Linked DNA regions of Mus musculus: region 1 is linked to region 2. Evidence: chromatin contacts called from public Hi-C data. All regions are on one chromosome and are shown on one strand. Each heading gives the region's core, a stretch centred on a gene start, on an enhancer-like site or on the middle of the called end of the contact. The rest is flanking DNA. Distances are from core to core; before and after follow the strand shown.

The links. Hi-C and Micro-C count contacts between places; a contact is called where the count stands out from the background.
Region 1: a Hi-C map of cerebellum shows a contact between it and region 2, with 6 times the contacts expected there. The contact joins two enhancer-like sites. A contact is called at or near these places in 2 of 15 datasets of contacts at CTCF or cohesin (pro-B cells and stem cell-derived epiblast-like cells), 22 of 484 Hi-C or Micro-C datasets (the AtT-20 cell line, the HL-1 cell line, the STO cell line and 13 more) and 2 of 115 datasets of contacts at active chromatin or transcription factors (astrocytes and embryonic stem cells).

Annotation. Positions count from the first base shown.
Region 1 is chr12:39,489,694-39,494,694 of GRCm38.p6, forward strand. Gm34923 (a long non-coding RNA gene) reads right to left here. Exons shown (of 3, transcript XR_381461.2): 3 at 1-1,031. Among named protein-coding and RNA genes, the nearest start is that of Gm24069, 31 kb to the left of the region's middle. Within about 2 kb of position 3,603, at least 4 of the 459 cell types and tissues checked have an H3K27ac peak or open chromatin away from gene starts, as enhancers often do. A contact at or near this core is called in cerebellar granule neurons and cerebellum, where this site is marked.
Region 2 is chr12:39,033,569-39,038,641 of GRCm38.p6, forward strand. No RefSeq gene overlaps it. Among named protein-coding and RNA genes, the nearest start is that of Gm34662, 52 kb to the left of the region's middle. Within about 2 kb of position 3,068, at least 3 of the 459 cell types and tissues checked have an H3K27ac peak or open chromatin away from gene starts, as enhancers often do. A contact at or near this core is called in cerebellar granule neurons and cerebellum, where this site is marked.

The sequences.
Region 1 (5,001 bases), core at 2,353-4,852, 460 kb after region 2:
TGCATTAGAAAAGGAAATCAGAACACTGAACCTCTTGTTTCACCATCTCTGATCCCCCTGGGGCTTGGTGACATTTGGTTCATTTATCTTTCTTCTTAAAAGCATATTCTCCAACTCCCTCTAGCAGGTGGAGGGAAGATGTAACAGTGTTTACAATAAGACATATAAATCTATTACATATGTTAAGGTCTGTGGGGAGAGAAAGTTGTTACTAAATTTCAGTTTACTTTCTCACGTTTCATTTAAATCTTTTCTCCATAGCTCTTCAAATTAAGTGTCTCAAATGACTCTTTTTTTCCATTTTTTATTAGATATTTTCTTTATTTACATTTCAAATGTTATCCCCTTTCCTGGTTTCCCCTAAGAAAACTCCTTATCCCCTTCCCGCCCTGCCCCCCTCACCAACCCACCCACTCCTGCTTCCTGGCCCTAGCATTCCCCTGCACTGGGACATAGAGCCTTCACAGGACCAAGGGACTCTCCTCCCATTGATGACCAACTAGGCCATCCTCTGCTACATACGCAGCTAGAGCCATGTGTCCCACCATGTGTATTCTTTAATTGGTGATTTAGTCCCTGGGAGCTCTAGGGGTACTGCTTAGCTTATATGGTTGTCCCTCCTATGGGGCTGCAAAACCCTTCAGCTCCTTAGGTCTTTTCTCTAGCTCCTTCATTAGGGACCCTGTGCTCAGTCCCATGAATGGCTGTGAGCATCCACCTCTGTATTTGTCAGGCACTGGCAGAGCCTCAGGAGACAGCTATATCAGGCTCCTGTCAGCAAGCACTTGTTGCCATCTACAATAGTTTCTGGGTTTGGTGACTGTATATGGGATGGATCCCCAGATGAAGCAGTCTCTCGATGGTCATTCCTTCAGTCTCTGCTCCACACTTTGTCTCTGTAACTCCTTCCATAGGTATTTTGTTCCCCCTTCTAAGAAGGATGGAAGTGTCCACACTTTGGCCTTCCTTCTTCTTGAGTTTCATGTGGTTTGTTCCAGAAGCTCAGAATACCCAAGATACAATTCAGATGACTTCTTACCAAAAAAAAAAAAAAAAAAAATCAAGTTACTGAGGAAATGAGAAAAACAATATAAAGTAAGGAAGAATAATATCCTTTACAAAATTAAAATATCACACAAACTGCTTAATGGGGATTCCATTCTTAGAGTTTCAGTTCATGCATGTTCGTATTTCAACCTTGAACTTAGTGGAATTTCTCACTGTGTGTGTTGTATGTGTGTTTATGCCCCTGTCAAGGTCAGTGGTGACGCACCATCCACCTCTCAAGTGCTGTGTGGTCTTGGGTTAGTACTGGAACAAGAGAATTTACTTTTCAAATTAGGAAACATATGTAACTGTGCTGTGTTGAAGCTTCCATGGCAAATCAAATACTATATATCTGTATTCTCCTCTTACCTATGGGAGTCTGGAAAGTCACTCCATGTTTCCTGGAGGCTGCAGTTTCTACAGCTTCTTCACTTGTCTACTGAATATACATCTTAAGCATATTATAATTCAAGGAATAATCTGTCTCTACCCTGTGACCCTTACCAACTATTTCCCTATTTCTGCTCATATTCAATCTTATAAGACGATCCTCATGACTTTCTTAAGTCTTGTTCATTCTAGATTTTCCCTCAATTAATTCTCTCTGTGACATTAACCATTTTTATGTTGTGTTGCCTGTCTGGAACTAATTCTGAACTGCACTCAGAGGAGAGTTAAATTAGCATATCTAAAATCTCAACCACATGGAAATTTAAGAAACAAAACCAGAAAGATTCAATGACATAAATCATGTGGTTCTTAACACTGATTTAGACAACATTAGCATATTCTTGGCAGCTTTGAAATCCCTCAAACTGCAGACAGAAAGCCACTATACCCAATTGATACAGTCTCAAGCTATGCAATAAAAATCCTTATATAATTCTAGTGTAATTAGATTAATAATCACTGCTATAAAATTCTAAGAAGGACATTTAAAAAGCCCCACAGGAAGGCATTGTATCTCAACCAGAGAAAATTGGAGGAACATCAGAAATGACACCTGCACAGGGCTTTGGAGGATGAGTTGGTCAATCCACTTGAGAAAAAAGCCTGGCTACTGAAACATCACTGTGTGATAAGTGTGCATTTCTGGGGAATATGTCACCCACACTACCTACTAAGAAATAAGAACATAGAAGAACATGGCTCTGAAATGTAAGCCTCGAGTTTTTGCTCCCACCATTTAGTCTTTCCAGATATGTGCGACACCTCTCTGTCACTAACAGTGACTTCCTGAGAAGCACTGTAATGAGTGTGAGTGGCACTAGCTATACTGGGAACCCCCAGTATCCACAGAAGACTGCACACAAGTGTGTGTTACTCCATTTCCAAGGAACCTGACATCCTTTTCTGGCCTCTGCACACATGCAACATTCACACACACACACACACACACACACACACACACACACACTTGGCGGGGAGGGGGGGAAGGGAAGAAGGGAGAGAGGAAGGAAGGAAATTTTAAAAGAACATAAAAACAATAAAGGATTAACCTTAAAATATTTAGCAAAAAAAAAAAACCTGACATTTTAGGGAAGTTTTGTGAAGATTAGAAAAAAACAAAAACAAAAACAAAACAGTCTAATATGAGAGTGAAGGCTTAAGTTTCTGAGACCCATTCCCATGAGTGTGCACATATAAGGTCTTGAGAGAATAAAGTTTAACTTTGGTTTTTACATGGTCTATGTCATGGTAGGAAACTGAATTTTCAAGCATCCTGAATGAATACTTAGTCAATAAATAAGTTGTTTTGTAGGCTTTATACAGAACACTGGAAATACAGTGAGAAAGTTAAAAAAAAAAAAAGTTACAGGTTTCCATACAGTTGGTGCACATTGTCTGCTCTGGCACCTAAGGACATCCCTATGTATGCTCTCACTGACCCTGTGCACAGATATTCTGGACCACAATATTACACACAAGTGCTACAACACACAGATCGCATTTCTACCACAGGACAGTTTCCAAACCTGAATACTCTGCAAACGAAAGTCACAATATATGAAAGCATAATCTTTCTGGTTCTATCTGATAGATCTGTGTTAAAATAAAATGACAAATAATCTTACCACATGATTTTGACACATGAAAGTCATAGATTTTTTTTTTTTTTTTTGTAATTTAGCAACAACAAATAATACTAGGTGCTATCTTTTTGCAGAACTCATCAGACATTTAGGAACATTTAGCCTAATGCAATTCTGCTTTTCTCTATGATATTACATCTGTAAAGTTACTAAGTTCTTAACAACAACAACAAAAATTAAGCAAAATCTGAATAGAAAAAAATAACATATACTAGAATATAGGTAAAAAATATGAAACCTTTATAATTAAATATCATTTGAAACAATTGATAACTTCAAGGCTTTTTTTTAGTACAGAGGCTTTTTGGTGGCATTTAATAAAGAGAAAAACCAAGGGAAACAACACACGACTACTGGTATAGTTGAGACGCTTAAGCAACTTTGACTGTGGTGCATACATATGGTGTTATGCTTTGAGGAACACTGAATTATCTTGGCAGGAGTTACTTTTCCATTCTTGGACAATAACACTGGAACAACTTCCCAAAACATGCAGCATCTCCTGGCACGCACACCCCGTCCGTCTGCCCATTTGTTCACAGAGATTCTTTCTCTTTTCCTGCAGAAATGAGTTGCCCGTGTAGAGATGAAAACAGTGGACCAACAGAACCAGAATTAGGGCTTGCAAGAGCATCCTCCATTTAGGTCGACTGCATCTCTGTCATCGACTGACAAGTTTTTTACATGATTTCTAAAACCTCTGCCAGTACAATGCTCTTGTCACACTTACATTTCTCTAATTTTCCATAACTGATCAAAAATTGGTAAAACTTCATCCATGAAGGTTAGGGAATGTTATCTCAGTGCCATTTAAAATACTTTGAACAGTGCTTTCCTTCACAACTGCCATTAAAATAGCATGGGCCTACAAGAGTTCGATCCCACCCTTCTCATTCTGGGCACTGTGTTAATTTCCCCCCATTCAGCTATTCCAATATAACAAATGGGCTTTATCTCCTTGGATCAGCTCCTTCCTCTAATGCAGACAACTTAATGGATTTTAGGTCTAAATAGAGTATGGCTCGTTTCTGAGTATTAATTTCAACTTTAGTTATTGTAGAAATTATGTCCTCTCATGACGTGAACGACGCTGACCACTAAAACAGAGTGGCCTAATATATAACCCAAATTAGCAAATTTTGCCTAGGCAGCAAAGTTTAGTTGGCTCTAGTTTCCCTCTTGACAGGTCATTTTCAAAGCAAGTTCCCCATCTACTGGCAGGTCCCCATCATGGTTCTATCTTCCCATTGCTAATTTACTATATGCATTCGAGTAATATCTTTAAAAACAGTTAATTTTCTCTTCTCATCCCACTCTATGTCATGGATGCATGTCAGGTTTATTTTCTCTGTTAATGTATGAATTTGACACCTTCAAATAGTCAAAAGAGAATTCACTTTTGATTGTTGTTGGAATAAAAACAAAGGAGAATACTGGACATAAAAAGCTGCCTGTAAATTATAAACATGTTGTTAGTAACATACAAAGGGAGGCAAAAATTGCTTGCACAGGTTCCCTTTATTGTAGAACTGTACCAAGGAACATAATGGGTTTCCCTGTACTTAAAGCCATTTGTAGGGTGTAGGCCCTCATTCATGTTTCTCATCCAGTATTTGAAGATGGCCTCAGGGTGATATTTCTCACCTAGATGTACCATTTGATTAGGATCATCTTAGCCTCCTTTTCTACCCACTGTTACCACTAAAATATCCTCTTACAGTTGTCCCAGTGGTTCCTCTCTTGTTTTCTACTAATGCATAGGTCCTTATAGAATTACTGGATAAAAAAGGTATATCATTGTCCATGAAAATATTAAGCATTAGTGGAGATTGTATGAAAGTGTTTGTTATTATCACACAAC
Region 2 (5,073 bases), core at 1,818-4,317:
TTCTATTCAGGAATTTTTCCCCTGTACCCATATCTTCGAGGCTTTTCCCTACTTTCTCCTCCATAAGTTTCAGTGTCTCTGGTTTAATGTGGAGTTCCTTAATCCACTTAGATTTGACCTTAGTACAAGGAGATAGAAATGGATCAATTCGCATTCTTCTACATGATAACCGCCAGTTGTGCCAGCACCATTTGTTGAAAATGCTGTCTTTTTTCCACTGGATGGTTTTAGCTCCCTTGTCAAAGATCAAGTGACCATAGGTGTGTGGGTTCATCTCTGGGTCTTCAATTCTATTCCATTGGTCTACTTGTCTGTCACTATACCAGTACCATGCAGTTTTGATCACAATTGCTCTGTAGTACAGTTTTAGGTCCGGCATGGTGATTCCACCAGAGGTTCTTTTATCCTTGAGAAGAGTTTTTGCTATCAGGAGTCTTATGTAGACATACTATAATTATGCTAATTCTGCACCAATATGCAGCAGAATTAAAAATTCCTGGGGGCTGTAGAAATGGCTCAATGGTAAGAGCAAAGGAGACAGGTTTACTTTCCAGGATGCACAATGTGACCAACTAGCGTCTGTACTAACGAGTTCAAGGGGATCTGATGCCCTCTATGGGCACTGAATACACATGGTACACATGCCTGCATTTAGACAAAACATTCATACACACAAAATCTTAAAGACTAATGAAGCTATCTGAAACGTTTTCAAATCCTATTTGTCTGAATTTACTTAACAGCAATATTGCATTTTTGGTGTCTTAATTACAAGTGAGACATGCAACTATTGTGTAATAACATGGTTAAAATTGAAGCCGACTGAGGAGATTTTTGAGAACTGTTAGTATTATGTTTGTAGCTTACCTATAAATTTATTTTCATACAATAAATTTATGTAGGTGTTAAGAAAAAAATCAATATTTACAAATGTGTTATCTATAAAGGAATAATCTGAAATTAAGTCAATATTTTAAAATATGAAAAAAAGATCATTGTTTTCAGGAGCATATTTATTCAATAGAATATGAGAGAATCATTAGGATATATACTTATAAATAGGTAAAATGCATTTTATTCTATTTTAATGAGGATAAAAGTTCTTACAACAGTGTATAATTGAACCATAATTAAAATCATAAAGTTTCATAATTAAAGCAAGCACTTCATATATTGGGACATTGGAATTCAGGATTTTTTCTTCCAGTCACAGTGTGTGTGTGTGTGTGTGTGTGTGTGTGTGTGTTTGTGTACACATATACATGTGTGTATGGAGGCCATAGGCCCAGGTCAGATGTTCTCTTCTACACATTATTTTCAGTGTTAGAACCTGTCCTTAGTCTGGAACTCACAGCTCTACATTGTGAGGATACCATGCACATGCTAGCGCTCGACTGCTTCAGATGATGATTTCAAACTCAGGTCTTCAGGCTTTCATGGCAGAGGCTCCTGTTGACAATTGTGCTCAGACCCCTTCTCCCAGCTTTCGGAATTTCTATAGCTTTTATCCTGGAAAATCCGCGAAGTTGGAAGCAAGCCTGTGAATGGCTGCGCTTACCCACTTGGCATCTACATTAATCATATTGAAACAAGATATTTGAACATAACTCCCCATATTTTAATGAAAATGTATTTAATCAACAACAGCAGCCGAAGAATCTTATCAATCAGGAAGGTATCCCCTGGTATAAGAGATGCTGGATATCTTCCATTCTTCTTGACAGTCATAAATATGCCAATCTTTCAAATGCAAAAATGACTAATTTCAACTGCATTAAGCTAGATGCTCTGAAAATCCTGCCTCAACATCTGCTTTTCTGGGCACAAGTATATAGGAACACATGGAGTCAAAAATGCAACCTGTGCAGATTCAAAGTAACGCTTTGGTTTGAGAAACCAAAAGTGAGTTACTTCCCAATGGAAGAGCTTTGGAACCCAGCACACAGTGTGTGGTCTCAATGAGTTTGGTAGTATCAGAGACAAGTTTCTTCTCTTTAATACAAGTGACATTTTTGCTTTTGTCAATAGTCGTTTGGCGTCTATCTGGGTCTTGGCCTCTTTAGGATACCCATAGCTCACGATCTCCAATTCGTCTTCCTGCTTTTGCATGAAACTAGATAATTTTCTCTTGCCATTTCAATTTTCATTATTTGATTATTTTTATTTGGAATTGTGGGGAATAGGTGGAATTCACTTAAAATGTGTTCTATAATGGAGAGTCCATAATATTCTGCCATATGTGGATAAGTATTATTTGCTTTCCATTACCACATTCAATAATTCATTAGAGTGTGTGAAATACAAGTGTTAATTCAAGCAGGGCCAAGTGGCACAGGCCTACATTTTGAACTACTCAAGAACCTTTTTCAGATGGGGCACAAATTTAAGGCAGAGGGAGTGTAAGGCCAGGCTTTAAAACTTTGTGAGATTCAGTCTCAAAACAAAAGAATTTTAAATTAAAAAATGGGGCTGAGGCTCAAACTCAAGAGACTCAAACCCCAACACCACAAACACAATAAATAAATTAAAAACAATATAAATAAATGCTATTTAAAAACTCATATATAGGAAAGATACTGCTGGCAAAGCTTTTTCCTAACTTTCCTAATTTGAAAGCTCCCTGTTGGAGGTGTTTCAGTAGTTAATGAGGGGCCATACTTTGACGAACATGTGAGTTGAAGAGATTCGCGATGCAACGCTAAGGGCGAATGGCAGATATATACGTAGGAACAAAACATAATTCATTAAACAGTTTCTACAAGTCAAATGATAAGCCTTATCTGTCCTTAGAGATCAGGGTCAAGGGTCATTTTTCCCTTAAAGTGTGAAAACACTTTAAAAATGGAAACATATATTGAATTTTTTTTAATTACTTAGATAGACCTTGGACAAGATTCAGAAAATGGAAATCACTCCAGAAACCCCTTTCCACTTTCAATGAAGAAATCTTTGATCTGAATTCACCACTTATAAAGGGTGTGTGTGTGTGTGTGTGTGTGTGTGTATGTGTGTGTGTGCAGGGATCCTTGGAAGATTTTCAACATTTGATGAGATAGCTCTTTGGATGGTTTTCAAGACCTAGAGGGGTCCATAATGAAGGATCATGCTGCTTCCATTAGTGGATTTTTCCTCTTCATGTTTGCAGACAAAGCTGTGAATTGGTCCAATTTCTTGTTTGGCTAAGGTAGTCTTTATTTTTAATAGAAAGGCTAGTCAACTTGGCACATTTGCAAATGAGAAGAGCAAATGAATGCAAGTAACATTTAGATAATTCTCAGGGCCAATAGGAAACAACTTTGTGCATGTGACAGCTGTACCTCGCCCCACCCCCTGGTAGCTTACCCAAAAGAGTAATATATTATGAAATTGATGAAGAGTTCATGTCTGTTTTTACAGCTGTTAATCATCAGGTGATTGAACGATCATGTTAGAAAGGAAATTTGTTGGGTTATGTATGTTAAAAATGCAACTTTATCCTTAGATAGTTAATTTCCCTAAATATGCCACCTTTCAGTTTTTGAGGTCTTTTAAATTACTAAGTAGGTTGACTGAATAAGTACTACTTTAGGGAATTTTACTAACATTTACTCGTTTATTTTATATTTAAACTAGAGGTTCCATCTACCTTAATATCATTTTTCTTTTCCTTGAAATGATAAATATATTATTACAAAATGAACCGTACTTATGTTTAATATTTCAACAGATTTTACATCGTTTCTACAACCGAATGTAACATCACAATAAAGTTAGTGTTTGGAAACAGGTGTTTACAATGGCAACATATGCCTGCTTTGAAAGTTATTAGGAGATGTAACTAGTGGATGACATCTGAAAGTAACTTAATGAAAATACTTCACACTCACTTAAATGTAAACACCAGACAGGGGAATCACTTAACCAATAAAGGAAGTAGACACAAATACCAGCCTTTTCAGGTGTAAAATACAATAGTTTTCAGGTATGGGTAGAATTAACTGTTGCCTGTTGCTGTAGGTGTTAACAGCCCCCTCCCCAGCTTTTCTTAGTACCAGAAACAGTTTCAGCTGTGTGAACCACACCTACCTCCTCCTGATCCCACCAATGTTAATTCAAGATGACTTTATTAGGTGTTAGGACATTATTTACACAAGGGAGGTACATAATACAAAGGTTCAAAAGTGACTTTATTTCACTGTTTTTCTTCTAATCCAGCCAAAGCCAGATAATTACCACAGGGTTTTTTGTTTGTTTGTTTGTGTTTTTGTTTTTGTTTTTGTTTTTGTTTCCCACTAAGGCTGTGCTTCCTTGCATTGATGATGATTCTCTGCAGTGAGTACAATACAGTCTTCCGTAATTTTCTTGATATCACAGACCCAGTGAAACTGTTTCTAACTGAAAACCAAGCTACAGGATCCAGAGGCAAAAATGGTACCAATTGAGTCCTATATCTGCCTATAAAATAGTGTTCTCTTTAGGTAAAATAAAAACCAAAATGGGTTTAATGTTATTTTTGCATCTTAAAGACTTATTGTAATAATAATCCTACCTTTTCTGATGGAGTGGAAATCATTACCAAAATACAAATGGAAAAGCAAAAGCCTTGCTTCGTAGTTGTAAACTATTGCTTAACAGTATGTGACATGGACTGGAGTGGAATATTCCTGTACTCAGTGGCACAGACGGACATTTCTGGATGAGATTCTGCCCCCTTGTAGTGGAATGTGGTGTACATTTTGATTCCCTGGCATGCCTACACTAACACCCATCTGTTAAGATGGCATTGTTCCTAAAGGAAGAAAAACAGCATGGTGGTTTGCCAAATTCCAAAAGTCCTAGGTATGTGCCATACGTATACATTTCTGAAGGTAGTTTCAATATTGGAAAAAAAATGAATTTAGGTTGGGACTTACTTTCTCTTAGACTATAAGTTCACTGGTGTCCATTATAAGAAATAATGTCATTAACACTTGAATGATAACAAAGTACACTTTCTTATGCTTGAACTTGGAGACAGTTGCCATGAATGCATGGACCTTAAAGCGAACACAAGCTCATTGTAAGCACTTTCAGCAAGTGCTTGTTATCCATTTT